Linked DNA regions of Zea mays: regions 2, 3 and 4 are each linked to region 1. The links are chromatin contacts, called in public Hi-C maps. All regions are on one chromosome and are shown on one strand. The core of a region is the stretch at or near the end of the contact, and the rest is flanking DNA. Distances in the headings are between cores, read along the strand shown.

Region 1 (2,926 bases), core at 187-2,686:
CAATCGGATGTTTTTTAAATACAGCCTATGAAAAATACCTACATCTTCAAACAAACGAACTCTTGCAAAGCGCCGTTTATCAGTGAAAGAGAACTCCAAACCATCATCAAGCTATAAATCAAACCAAAAGGTTAGAAATAACAAGGTTCAGAACCAACACCCCACGAGCTGTTTTTTTTAAAAAAAAAATACACAAATTGGCTAGTACGAAACTGAAATGAGATTTGTGCCTTTCACTCTTTGAACTGAATAACCATTAAAGCAGCCATCAGAGATGAAACTGAGATTAATCAATAATATAATATGTTCCCCAAGTTTCTTTCCATATCCTAGTTATCAAGTGAGGGGCATTCACAACCACTGTCCATGTGGTTTGTTGAATGATTAGTAACTGGCTCATCTAAAGATGTATTTTTTTTACTAAGTTTACTGGAAGATATCTCTTGCTTTTTTACTGTTATTGTACTAAGCAAAAAATAGTGTGCAAGAACATGGAATCAATGTTGATTTAGACTTGATAATAACTTGTACTGGACATCACATTTTTATCAGTGTACAATCCGAGTTGCGAAAGTAACATATAACCAACAAGAGCGTGAGTGCCATGCTAGAAAACAAAATTGATGCGACACTGTGTTTGGGATAATTACCTCAGCAAAGAATTTAGAGTGTTTGGAGGGCCACTCCTCTTCGGAATTAACAACGGATCTGCAGCCTTGTGAAGAAATTATTTCCTAGAAACCGATTGGTGAACTCACATAATCACAACGTACGTATAAAACGGTAAAATATCACCTGCCTCTTATAATTCGTCACAGGAATGCCTTTGATATATATCGCGCCTGCCATCCCTGCAGTCCAAAGAATGCTCTTATAACCCCTCACCTATTTAGTATTAGACCAGCGCAAAGTAGCAGAATCCATGCGATTGCTAAGCATAATTAAACATAGATAACAGCTATAATTTTCGACCAAATGCATAGCAGTATAAGACAAAGGTGCCCTTTCTAACTACCAATTTTCTGAATAACAACAATACACTGGGTAGGCAGCCAAGCACTAGCGGAGCACCGAAGCTATAGTAGTACTAGTACCAAATAATGGTTAAGGTTAAGTCTAGGCCACGTAGTAAGTGGTACGGCGCGGACTGACCGAACTGGAAGGACGGGAAGGGCGGCGCGTCGAGCTGGAGCCAGAGGTTCTTGCCCCTCCGGCGCGCGGCGACGATGGTCCGGCCGACCATGGCCCGCTCGAAGGCCGCGCGGCCGGCGGCGGCAACGACCACCTTGGCGTCGTCCGCCACGGCGCAGCGCGCGATGCGCCTCCCCACGCAGTGCGCCTGCAGCGCCCGACGCGCCGCCTCCACCTCCGGCAGCTCCGGCATCGCCGCGCGTTTAACTTCCCTCTCCCCGTTCCTCTCGCTCACTCGTCGTCAGCCGTCAGGTGAGTGGTGACTGGTGAGAGCCTCCCTTCCGTGTTTCTTCTCCCCTCCTGGTCCAGTGTGAGCCCATGTATGTGTTCCGCGCAGCACGGCCCATGTTCTTTGTGGCCTGATACTCTCATGAAATAACAAACAAGAACTAGGACTGTAAAATCTGGTAAAAATACATCATGTTCGTTGTGGTAGCTGCTAGGAGCCTAGGACTGTCCGCAATGACCGGATTATGGAGGAGGTCCCGGCCTATATTATTCGTCGCAGTTGCAAAAAAAAAAAAAACTTCATTATCTATTATAAAGGCAGGTCTTTGAATGCAGTAGGAAGTTTTGCTGTCAACAACAACACAAAATGCTTTGGCCTCTATGGGTTTTGCAGGATACTATGTTGTATAGCCACCTGAAAAAAAAAAGATCCGCTGTGAATACTATGTGAATATGTGATGGAGAAGTGAGAACGAAGATTGGTCCCAGTATGGACGGCATTTGACTCCACACAAACAGAAGCATAATTGTTGTTTTTAGAGTGCGCAAAACATATAAAACTGTTGTTGGAGTATGAAAAAAATATAAAGCATTTCTACATAAATTATTCTTCGACTAATAATTTATATAGCGAGTAAGTAATGATTTAGATAGTGAGAGCCATTTGGGGGCCACGGCCTGGGCCAGGGCCAGCATTGATACCGGAAAAGCTTGCAGAGCTGTTGGCCTGCCGCGCGCGGGCAGCTCACTGCTCACACGACTCGGGGGGGCCCGACCGTCCCGGAGGTGGCAGGAACGACTCGCGGTCACGCCATGAATGGGTTGGCAATCGGCACTCGGCAGCGCCGTCCCGGATGCCGACGGCGACGACGCCGGCCGGCAGTATAATGGCCGGCCGATTGGACCGACTGCCAGCCGGGCATGACAACTGCGAGCTGCACGGAATGAGAGGTCAGTCAGAGCCAGGTCCGTTGGGTTGTTGGACGGGTCGGCCGCCCATTTATGAGACGAGCCCGGCCGGTGAGAGTCGCTCCACCTGTACTGTACCTGTGCTACCGGTCTCGACGTCGCGTCTAGGCTACTCCGCCTGACCTGAAAGCAACCGGATGCTGCACGGATCGGAGTAGCCCATCCGCTCGCGTTATCGTCGATGGCAACACAGACAGATCGACGCGAAACCTCCGTTTTGATTTTTTTTTTTAAAAAAGAACTTTTGGATTTGCATTTTCAAACCGATCGAAAGAATGTATTAATCAATCATTACTCGATGAGCTTCGTCTATGTACAAATTGACAAGGAATCTGTGACTGACGCCAATCAACTCTCTGTCATTAACGATGAATCTCGCACACTTGCTGCTGCTGCTGTAAGGAAAAGGTGTAAACAAAAAAAAATATGGTTTAGTTTCTTCTTTCCCAATCATCATATCGTATCGATCACTGGACGGACACCCGCAAATATAATGTCGTCGCGGGCAAGCATCCGGCCGGCGCGCCCGTACTGTCTG
Region 2 (2,926 bases), core at 129-2,628, 190 kb before region 1:
TCTAAGCAAGCATATAAGAATGGGTAATACAACGACAACTGAGTGGCATCTAGATTCATATCCCAAGGCGCCGCCATTTCATTTCAATGGAAGTAAATGAATGTCAAGCCAGTGTCAGTGGGGAGTTCCATAGCGTTGTTTCTAATACTGCATATTCTATAGAATAAAATGAAACTTCAATGAAACACATAAAAGTTTCATTATATGCTTTCGTAAACATTCGATTTCATGACTCATATAGAGTTAGTAATTGTGCCAGTTTCATCGTTAGAAACTCAATTATTCTCCCTCTTTTTAAAAAGATTGTCAAATAAAAACAACTTATGTAGCAGCTTATTAAATACAAAAGAAATTTCGATGAAACTCCTAGGACCGACCTCACATGGCCTCACATATTCACGGACAAAGAACAAGAAATTGTCGTTGGCTTACCACTCAAGATGGTGGCACTAGTAAATCATAGAGGGATGCAAAAGCCACATCTAGTGATTCACTACCTACGCGGAAATAGAAGGGGAGGGGGGGAGGATAAAGTGAGGCGGCGGTGGAGGCAGACCTGTGGATCCATGTCGGGGAAGAGGGCAAGTAGATAGTCGACGAGCGCCTCCGGTCGGAGTCCGTCGGAGCCGCCGCGGTGCGAGGGGGAGCGGCGGGACCTCTTGGCCGCCGGCTGGTGGGAGGAGTGAGGGGAGGAAGGAGACGGCGGGAGGAGCTCGTCGGCGAAGATGGAGGAGGACCTCTTGCCACAGACTACCGCAGACATGGTGCCGCCTCCCTCCCGAGCCGCCGCCGCAGCCGCCTCGTCACGCCGCCGCAACCGATCCCCGCCGCCGACGCCGTCGCCCTATTCCCCGCCGTCGCGGGACATGAGGCAGACGCTTGTCCCCCTCCGCACGCGATCCACGGCTGGCGTCGAGCCCCGGTCCCCCCAACGTCCGGCCTCCTTGCCCTGTGTCGCCGCCGCGCCCGAGCCGCCTGATTGGTTTGGTCCGGGTCCTGACGGGTGACGGGCGAGATGATGGGTTGGGTCGTGCTCGCAAGGGGGTAGGGTTACGGTTACCTCGCACTTTATTTCTCTTCTTCTCCCCTCTCGTTAACGTTGGATTTTTTACGTATTCCCGTGCGTCCTTTTTCGTCGGTGCAACGTGAGCGCGTCCACACCGCAGCTTTTGCTGTGCGCTGTTTGGCCGACAGGTGGCCCCGAATTTGACTCTCTGCATGGTTTGCTCCAAGAGTCACACTAGAAAAAACGACCTCATCTTCCTGGTAGCGACCACGCTCTGTTGTGCCACCATTGTGGATATACCGTGACATACGAAATAAAAGAATTTGAGGCCCCATTTAGATTTGGAGATATAGACCCATGAATTTAATAAATATATAATTGGCACTTGAACCGTCCACTCCAGCTAGAGATTCACCAGCTGCGAGCCAGAAAAATCTGTACACGTAGGTGACGCACATCTCCATCAGTCCACCAAGCCCAATTGCGAGCTTCTGCATAGCTCAGCAAGCTTTGACTGCCCTCGCCAGTGTAATGCAATGTGGCAACCCCACTAAGATCACTGAGGTCATGTTTGGTTCCTTTAGTCAGGTTTAATCACTAAAATATCATATTTGGTTTCAGTAACTAAAACTGTTTAAAGAGTATTAATTAGTGTGAATAATAACTGCATTACCTCTATCAGAGGGTGACAACAGCAAGGACAATAAAGAGAGAGGGTAAAAGGTAAAAATCCTACTTTAGTCACTTTTAGTCACTTATTTGGTGACTAGATGACTAAACTTTAGTCACCTACTTTCAGTCACCCTGTTTGCTTCTTTAGAGACTAAAAATAACTAAAGTTTAGTTGCCCTGAACCAAACGGGCCTAAATATACTATCCTCCGATATTTCCATGTGTAAATAAACAACCGTACAGCAGCAACGCACGCTTCTCCAGGATCTTCTTCCCTCATGGCCGGAAACTTTTATCCTGATGCTGCCCTGGCACTATATAGGTATGCTCATCATATAATTTTGGTCAAGCCGCGTAAGTTTGAAACCTAAATCACAGGAATATACATAGGTGTTCTCATCTGTCTAACAACCAGTTAAGGACTGTCTTTTTGGGAAGAACCTCGCCACTACCTTCTTTCTCTGGCTTCACGGCAGTATTTACAGCGTTGCGGATGACAGCATTAAGACGCAGCCTCAGCTGCGCGTTGTCAATAAGTAGATCAGAAAGTATTTTCGTTGCATCTTCATCTGTAACTTTTGCATCTTCCCAGCTCATAGTTAATGACGATATGCTATCAGAATTGTCGCCATCATCAGAAGAGCCTTGTTCATCATCTCGTGCTAAAAGTTGAGCCTGGAGAGACCAGTGCAGAGCATAGATTACAGATATCGAAATTTAAAAGTAGTAGAATTAATAGAAAGTATATTTAAAACTGTGGAGTGTACATCCATGGAAATTGCATTCCAGTGTGAACAATATTCTTCCTCTATGAATCAAAAGAAACAAGTTTACAATAACATTTATAGTTTACCTCAGCAATGAGTAAGCGTACTCTATTGTCTGATGTTGCTAGAAGATCTAATGCATCAGGCAAGGACGAAGGATCAATAGTAAAATTGCCTTGTTCTTCTGCTAGAAATTTAGCACTACATTCCAGTAGACGCTCATGCAGCAGTCGACACTCATGAAGAAATTTCACTCGGCATAACTTTGCACGTGCTGACCTCTGTTTATCTCTAATAATAACTCTCTGAAACAAAAACAAATAAAAATCATGAAAATAAACTGATTGCATAGATTCGAACTACGGAATACAGACATTTTCAGTGGACAGACAGAAGCATGGATTTACGAAAACAATAAGCGATTAATTGATTTGAATATGTTAGCATGCATGAAAAGACTCATGCAGTTTGTTGAAGGAGC
Region 3 (2,926 bases), core at 157-2,656, 170 kb before region 1:
CTGACACCTTGAAGCACCACATAAGCTTTAGAAAGTTGGAATTGTACTCCGTATACATAAATTACCATGATATTATATGTTCCTGTAATTCTATGTTGATTCTTTAGAAATAATATATACGATATTGTAATGTTTGTTCGACATCAGTTGATTTTATTTGAGTTGACATATTTATAATAATATTATATATTTATATTGTCACACAGATTTTACATATCATATTGATATTTGTTATTTCATATCTATGTTTTACACTATTTTTTAACTTCTGTGGCAAGTATGAATAATTGAAAGATTAATATATGCCTGATTGGATGCCGTTGCAACGCACGGGCACCTACCTAGTGTTTTATATAAGGTGTATCTGAAGCACTCCGTTGGTGGAATTGTCCGTCCAAAAGGCAAAGCGTTTCATATAAAGATCTAGCTCCAAAGTTCTGCATCCCCAATACCATCACAGTACAAGGTATTGGTAGCACTAGCTTCCTACGACCAAATCCTTCAGCAGCATGCAACCAACATAGTTTTGCATCTCTTTACAGAGTCCACGGTCTGGCAGCGCATTCAAAATTTAAAATAACAACTACCCGCAGTAGGTTTACCCAGAATCCTACACAATTCCCCCAAAAGCGCACTAGCAAAATCCTCACCTCTTCTCGTAGAGGAGCGCAGAGACAAGGCTGGCAAAGGTCTCAGGCTTCATGTCCCTCTCCTCGCGCAGCTGATACAGCTTGTGCCTGAAGACCAACCGCTGGTACCTGCGGAGGGACCTAAAACCCTAAGCAGCTGAACCGAAGAGAACAGGCCGTGGGGGCGGGCGGGGAGAATTCGGCAACTGCGACTCACAGCGTCTGGGCGTCGGTGGCGAGCCCTGAGAGGCCGATGTAGAGCTTGTCGTGGATCTTGAACACCCTCTGGAAGTCTGTCGCGATGGTCTGAAGCTGCACGCCGAGCCGCCGGTCGCTGGCAATCGCGAAGCAGTTCTTCCCCACCATCGCCACCACGGCGGACCCATTGTACTCGAAGATCTGCAATGGGCAGGGGGCGAAACTGTAAGGAATTCGAGATCCGGGGCGAGAAGGAGGGACGACACGGGAGGCGAGGGGGGGGGGGGGGGGGGGGGGGGGGGGGTACTCACTGACATAGCCGGAGCTGCGGCAGTGCGGCGACGGCTATTTCGCGGAGAAGGGCTCGGGTGGATGCGTCGTCGTCGACGATCGGAGGGGAAGTAGCGACTACGACGGTTGTGGGCTTTGATGGAGGCCGGGTTGGGCTTCTTGGTGAGCAAGAAGGTCCAGCGATGCCACGCCGGAGCCGCGTCCAGTCCCGGCTTGTTTGGTTCTGCGTCGAACAAAATGAGGGTCTCTTTGGTTAGAGGTAGCACGAGGGAAATTGGAGGCCCTCTAATCCTCATTAATTTATATCTAAACCCTTCCTATTTAATGTTAACTAGAAAGTAATTTAATCTTCTCTAATTCATATAATTCATCTTTAAACGAACGGGCTTTTTATGGGGCGGTTTGTTTCAGTTTATTGTACATTTTGTACGTCAGTTTTTAGACTATTCAAAAGTAAAAAGGCTTTCGAAAACCAAGAATTAAAAGCTCGTTAGGATAAACTTTTAGACTTTTAGTTTATAGAAGTTGTTTGGATTTTAGAAAGTTCAAAAACCAGTGGTTTAAACTCTAAAAGCGGCCACAAGCTGAAATACATAGGTCCGATGTGCAACCTCAGGACTGTAGTGCTAACTTATCGTCTCACAAAGTTCAACCTTAAAATTTGATTGGAGTTTTCATATCTACCTAACTACGTGGTACATATGTTCGTAAGTTTGCAACTAAAAATGTCAAACGTGGCATATGTTCCCTTCAGCTTGCAGACAGCAGCTGCGACATCTTTCTTAAAAAAATTGTACAGGTGGTAATTTTAATATTATGAGTAATTGCTTTACAAATGGACGTTGTATATGTGATAATTTTAATACTATGAATAATTTTAATATCGTTCTGCAGACATGTCGTGTTGGAGTTGGAGCCATGGAGGCCGCGTTGGACCCCAAACCGCGTCGTCCTCTTCGCCCTGATCAAAATGGAAAACCTCGTCATCTCGTCACAACAGAGATCTCCATTTCATCTCCTTTGTCGCCCCCACGAGTCTTCAGAAATCGCCCTCGCGATCTTCTCTTAATCTCCTGTCACACCCGAATTTAAGGAATAAAGCCTGGTACGTCTTATATATGCGCCAAGTAAGAACAACACATATAATAAAAGAGCGTATAGAGATAAATATCATAAATATCATAAATTCACTTGTTACATAGCGTAAGTTTTACAAAATAAATGATAAATATAAAACGAACTAAATATTATTTCTCTGGCGCCACAGAGCTGACCGGAAGACGCCACCTAGATCAAGTCGAACTTCTCGTTGTGCGGCTCCTTTTCGACCACATGCTCTTCACCTGTAGAGGGTTTATATATCGCAAGAGTGAACTCACAAAAGATCATATCTCAACAAGTTGTGAGAAATAATGTGCATGAACTCACTAAAGGTGAGAGTTCATGCGAAGTGTAAGGCTAATCAACAAAATAAAGATTGAAGCAGAGCATTGCTTTTTATAAGTTGGTCAAAATTTTATTATCACTTACTAAATATAAATAAATACCAAACCTTAGTAATAATAAATCAAAGTAATAATAAATAATCTCAATGCGATGCAAATGATAAATTGAATTTAATTCCATAAATTAATCATGTGATGGCCTGAGCTGCTCATGACCGTGAGCACGGCTGATATGCCAGTTTTACACTCTGCAGAGGTTGCACATCTTTACTCACAAGTCATGTTACCCATCTGCCAAGGGGTCATGAATCTCATACACCTCTACCAAGAAAACAAGGCAGGGTAACACTACGAGGCCTTTAC
Region 4 (2,926 bases), core at 225-2,724, 150 kb before region 1:
ATTGGTTTAGTACCATGTATGACAAATATTTTAATACGACATATAGGACCATAGCATCATAACATTAACTGCTGCAATTAGTATTAGAAAATGTGAAATAAAATTCCTTATTAAGAGAACCAGTTTCGCAAACGAAACCACAACTAAAATGGTTGATACTGATTAGTATTTTAATCAACCATATGTGCTAGTATATGTTAAAGGAGCCCTGTAAGCAGCAGGGAAACATGTAGGCAGGTTATGAACTTAAGAATAATAACAAATTGACACTGCTAATTCTGTACAGAATCATGAGTTTTTGACTTACAACAGTGCGAAGTGGTTGGCACATCGTCGAAAAAATGGTTGATGCTGATTAGTATTTTGATCCCCTACACGAACCACCTAACAGAAGTGATGATGGTAATATTACAGCTATTACTTCCTATGATACCCATTTCCCGTTCACAGCAAATTGGCAAAGCAGATAGTTCAGAACGAACGGAGATCAGAACTATGACCATTCTTATTTTGTTTTGACCTGGGTTGACCATTCCATTAGCAATTGAGACGATTTGAACAAAGAAAACGACAACCTCATCACCGCCCCCTTTCTGAATTAGAGATATTAATAGCGATCGTTCCTGCAATTAGCAACAGCTGAGGCGTCCTTACCGAATTAGCGTGTTGGGGATTTCAACCCGCACAAACTCCTCAGGGCCCGAATTAACGAGATCCGATATCAAACCACCGGAATAACCTCCTCATGGCCCGAATTAACGCGATCCAAGGTTAAACCAATATAATAACCTAGACAGAGAACAAACTAAAACGTCAAAGCCCTGACGCAAGCATCACACTGCAAGTCAATTGTCCGAGAAAAAAACACACCCTTAATTGGTAAACCCTGAGGCTTCAAGCCTCCAAGCCCAAGTGTACTCCTACCTCGCAAGCTTTCGCCTCCAGCGGGACCTAGAAATTGAAGAGTCCAAACCAACCCATCAGAAGGTAACGAATCTTACCGGAACGGAGTCGGGTGGCCTCTGCCCCGCGTCGCCATCCTGCTCCGCCATGGAATAGCTTGTTCGTGTGCAGGACCTGCAGCCGCGCCTTCACCTCGTTCCAGGCGCTCGGCGGCCACCGGACCAGCCACCTGCGGGGCCGCCACGGCCTCGAGCTCGGCGTCGGCGCCAGGGCGCTCAGGCAGCAGCACAAGCATCATCAGCAGGCCGGCGACGGCGTCGGCGGCGGCGGAGGCGGAGGAGGAGACAGGGAGCCGCAGGCGCAGCACGAGTGCCACGTCTGCGGGCTCGGCTTCGAGATGGGGCAGGCGCTGGGCGGCCACATGAGGCGGCACCGCGAGGAGACGACGACGGGCGCCGCCGATGCCTGGGTCTGGCGCGCCGCCGACGCGCTGCAGCGGGCCCGCGGGGGCGCCGCCGACCCGCCCGTCTTGCTCGAGCTCTTCGCCTAGCTAGCTAGATTCGTGCGAGCGGGACGATGGAGGAAGGAGGGCGAGGCCGTTGATGGGCGGCGACTGTCACGGCGGGGCATCGCGTGCGAGACCGGGGAGGAGGGGGGCGGCCGCGCCAGAGCGCCCACGGCGGGGCATCGCGGCGTACGTCCGGCCCGCGGCTCCGAGCGCTGTCGGCTGGTCCCCGGCGGTGACGGAGGGCAGCACGGGTGCCTCGCCCCAGCCGACGGCGCCGCTGCGGAGATCGACGCGCACGACGACGTTGGAGAGCGCGGCGAGGCGCGAGGACGCGATGGTGAAGGGCGCGACAAGCGGGACGCGAAGCGGGCGCGCGCCGGTCGCCGACACGTCCACGGAGAAGGTCTCCTTGAGCGCGTCGAAGCCGAACGAGCCCACGCGGGAGGGCGAGGACGGGGACGGCAAGACGGCGCAGAGGCGGGTGGTGGCGGTGGCGGGCTGTTGGCGGTGGATCGGCCTCGTGCCCTCGTGGGCGACGCCGCCGAAGGGTGGGGGCGGGGTGGTTGCCAAAGGCTGGGACGGGGGAGGGGAGGGGGCGGAGCACGGTCGGATCTCGTTGGATGAAGCGAACGGTCCAGATTTACCGATGGCAGAACAAAAAAAGGCAGGCTACTCTTAGAGCCTTAATAAGTAGTATAGATTGCGTTTATAAATAACCATATAGCTGTTAGAACTATTAAGGAGCATTATTGTTTGTATATGCCTAAAACAGTATACAAGCTAAAACAGTACACAACTCTCTAAACCCACTCTTATGGAGGTTATAGACTTGCAGTATTGTAATTGAACCTGATAACGCCATAGATGGAAATTTCTCTAGGTAGCATCTTGACAAATTGGCTTTTTGAAAAGCACTTGTCATAGTCATAGTATTATATTTGAGAGTTATGGCTGCGAGGACTGAAGGAAACAGGTGACGCCTAAGAGGGGGGTGAATTAGGACTTTCTAAAACTTTCTCTAAACTAGGCCACAGATAAATCCCTAGAGCAAAACCTATGCAAATAATCAAACTATAATGTGCAAACTAGGTTTTGTCTAAGTGTTGCTATCTCTACCGCAATGGCTAAGTTTTAATCTACATTATATAAGTACGAATACAATATTGAAACTTAAATGCTTAATGTAAATGCGGAAATTTAAAGAGCAAAGTAGAGAAGCAAACTCTCGTGGATGGCGCCGGTATTTTTACCGAGGTATCCAAAACCGCGCAAGGTCCCGACTAATCCTCGTTGGTGCCCCTACGCAAAGGGAAGCCCACGCGAGGGCCAAGCACCTCGGTCAAGTAACTCCGTAGAGAGCCGCGTGCCTTCTCCACGCGCAAGTGGTGCTGAGAACACCTAGAGGGGGGGGGGTGAATAGGTGATCCTGTAAAACTTGAAACTTAATTCCACAAAACTTGATTAGATGTTAGCACAATAAAGCCAAGTGGCTAGAGAGGAGTCTTAGCAAAACAC

The links. Hi-C and Micro-C count contacts between places; a contact is called where the count stands out from the background.
Region 2: a contact with region 1 is called in a Hi-C map of leaf, with 3 times the contacts expected there. The contact joins the promoter of LOC100282879 here to the promoter of LOC100273102 in region 1. A contact is called at or near these places in 8 of 25 Hi-C or Micro-C datasets (ear, endosperm, leaf and 1 more).
Region 3: a Hi-C map of ear shows a contact between it and region 1, with 4 times the contacts expected there. The contact joins the promoter of LOC100382784 here to the promoter of LOC100273102 in region 1. A contact is called at or near these places in 9 of 25 Hi-C or Micro-C datasets (ear, endosperm, leaf and 2 more).
Region 4: a Hi-C map of ear shows a contact between it and region 1, with 4 times the contacts expected there. The contact joins the promoter of LOC100274062 here to the promoter of LOC100273102 in region 1. A contact is called at or near these places in 3 of 25 Hi-C or Micro-C datasets (bundle sheath, ear and tassel).

What each region holds. Positions count from the first base shown.
Region 1 is chr6:106,814,585-106,817,510 of Zm-B73-REFERENCE-NAM-5.0, reverse strand. LOC100273102 reads right to left here and starts at 1,436. Exons shown (of 10, transcript NM_001147551.1): 1 at 1,153-1,436; 2 at 800-851; 3 at 651-708; 4 at 43-111. The coding sequence starts at 1,384. LOC103629707 (heptahelical transmembrane protein 1) reads right to left here. Exons shown (of 4, transcript NM_001346971.1): 4 at 2,644-2,926.
Region 2 is chr6:107,003,796-107,006,721 of Zm-B73-REFERENCE-NAM-5.0, reverse strand. It overlaps LOC100282879, which reads right to left and starts at 1,378. Exons shown (of 5, transcript XM_034059372.2): 1 at 557-1,378. The coding sequence starts at 763. It overlaps LOC103629709 (PX domain-containing protein EREL1), which reads right to left. Exons shown (of 10, transcript XM_008650820.3): 9 at 2,532-2,750; 10 at 1,706-2,353. The coding sequence ends at 2,075.
Region 3 is chr6:106,981,370-106,984,295 of Zm-B73-REFERENCE-NAM-5.0, reverse strand. LOC100382784 reads right to left here and starts at 1,406. Exons shown (of 7, transcript XM_008650819.2): 1 at 1,139-1,406; 2 at 847-1,028; 3 at 651-758. The coding sequence starts at 1,144. LOC111589528 (a long non-coding RNA gene) reads right to left here. Exons shown (of 2, transcript XR_002748569.1): 2 at 2,267-2,461. LOC118472222 (a long non-coding RNA gene) reads left to right here. Exons shown (of 2, transcript XR_004850238.1): 2 at 1-739.
Region 4 is chr6:106,965,045-106,967,970 of Zm-B73-REFERENCE-NAM-5.0, reverse strand. LOC100274062 reads right to left here and starts at 1,474. Exons shown (of 14, transcript NM_001148441.1): 1 at 1,002-1,474; 2 at 655-789. LOC103631267 (zinc finger protein ZAT5) reads left to right here. Exons shown (of 2, transcript XM_008652213.4): 2 at 1,012-1,913. The coding sequence ends at 1,453.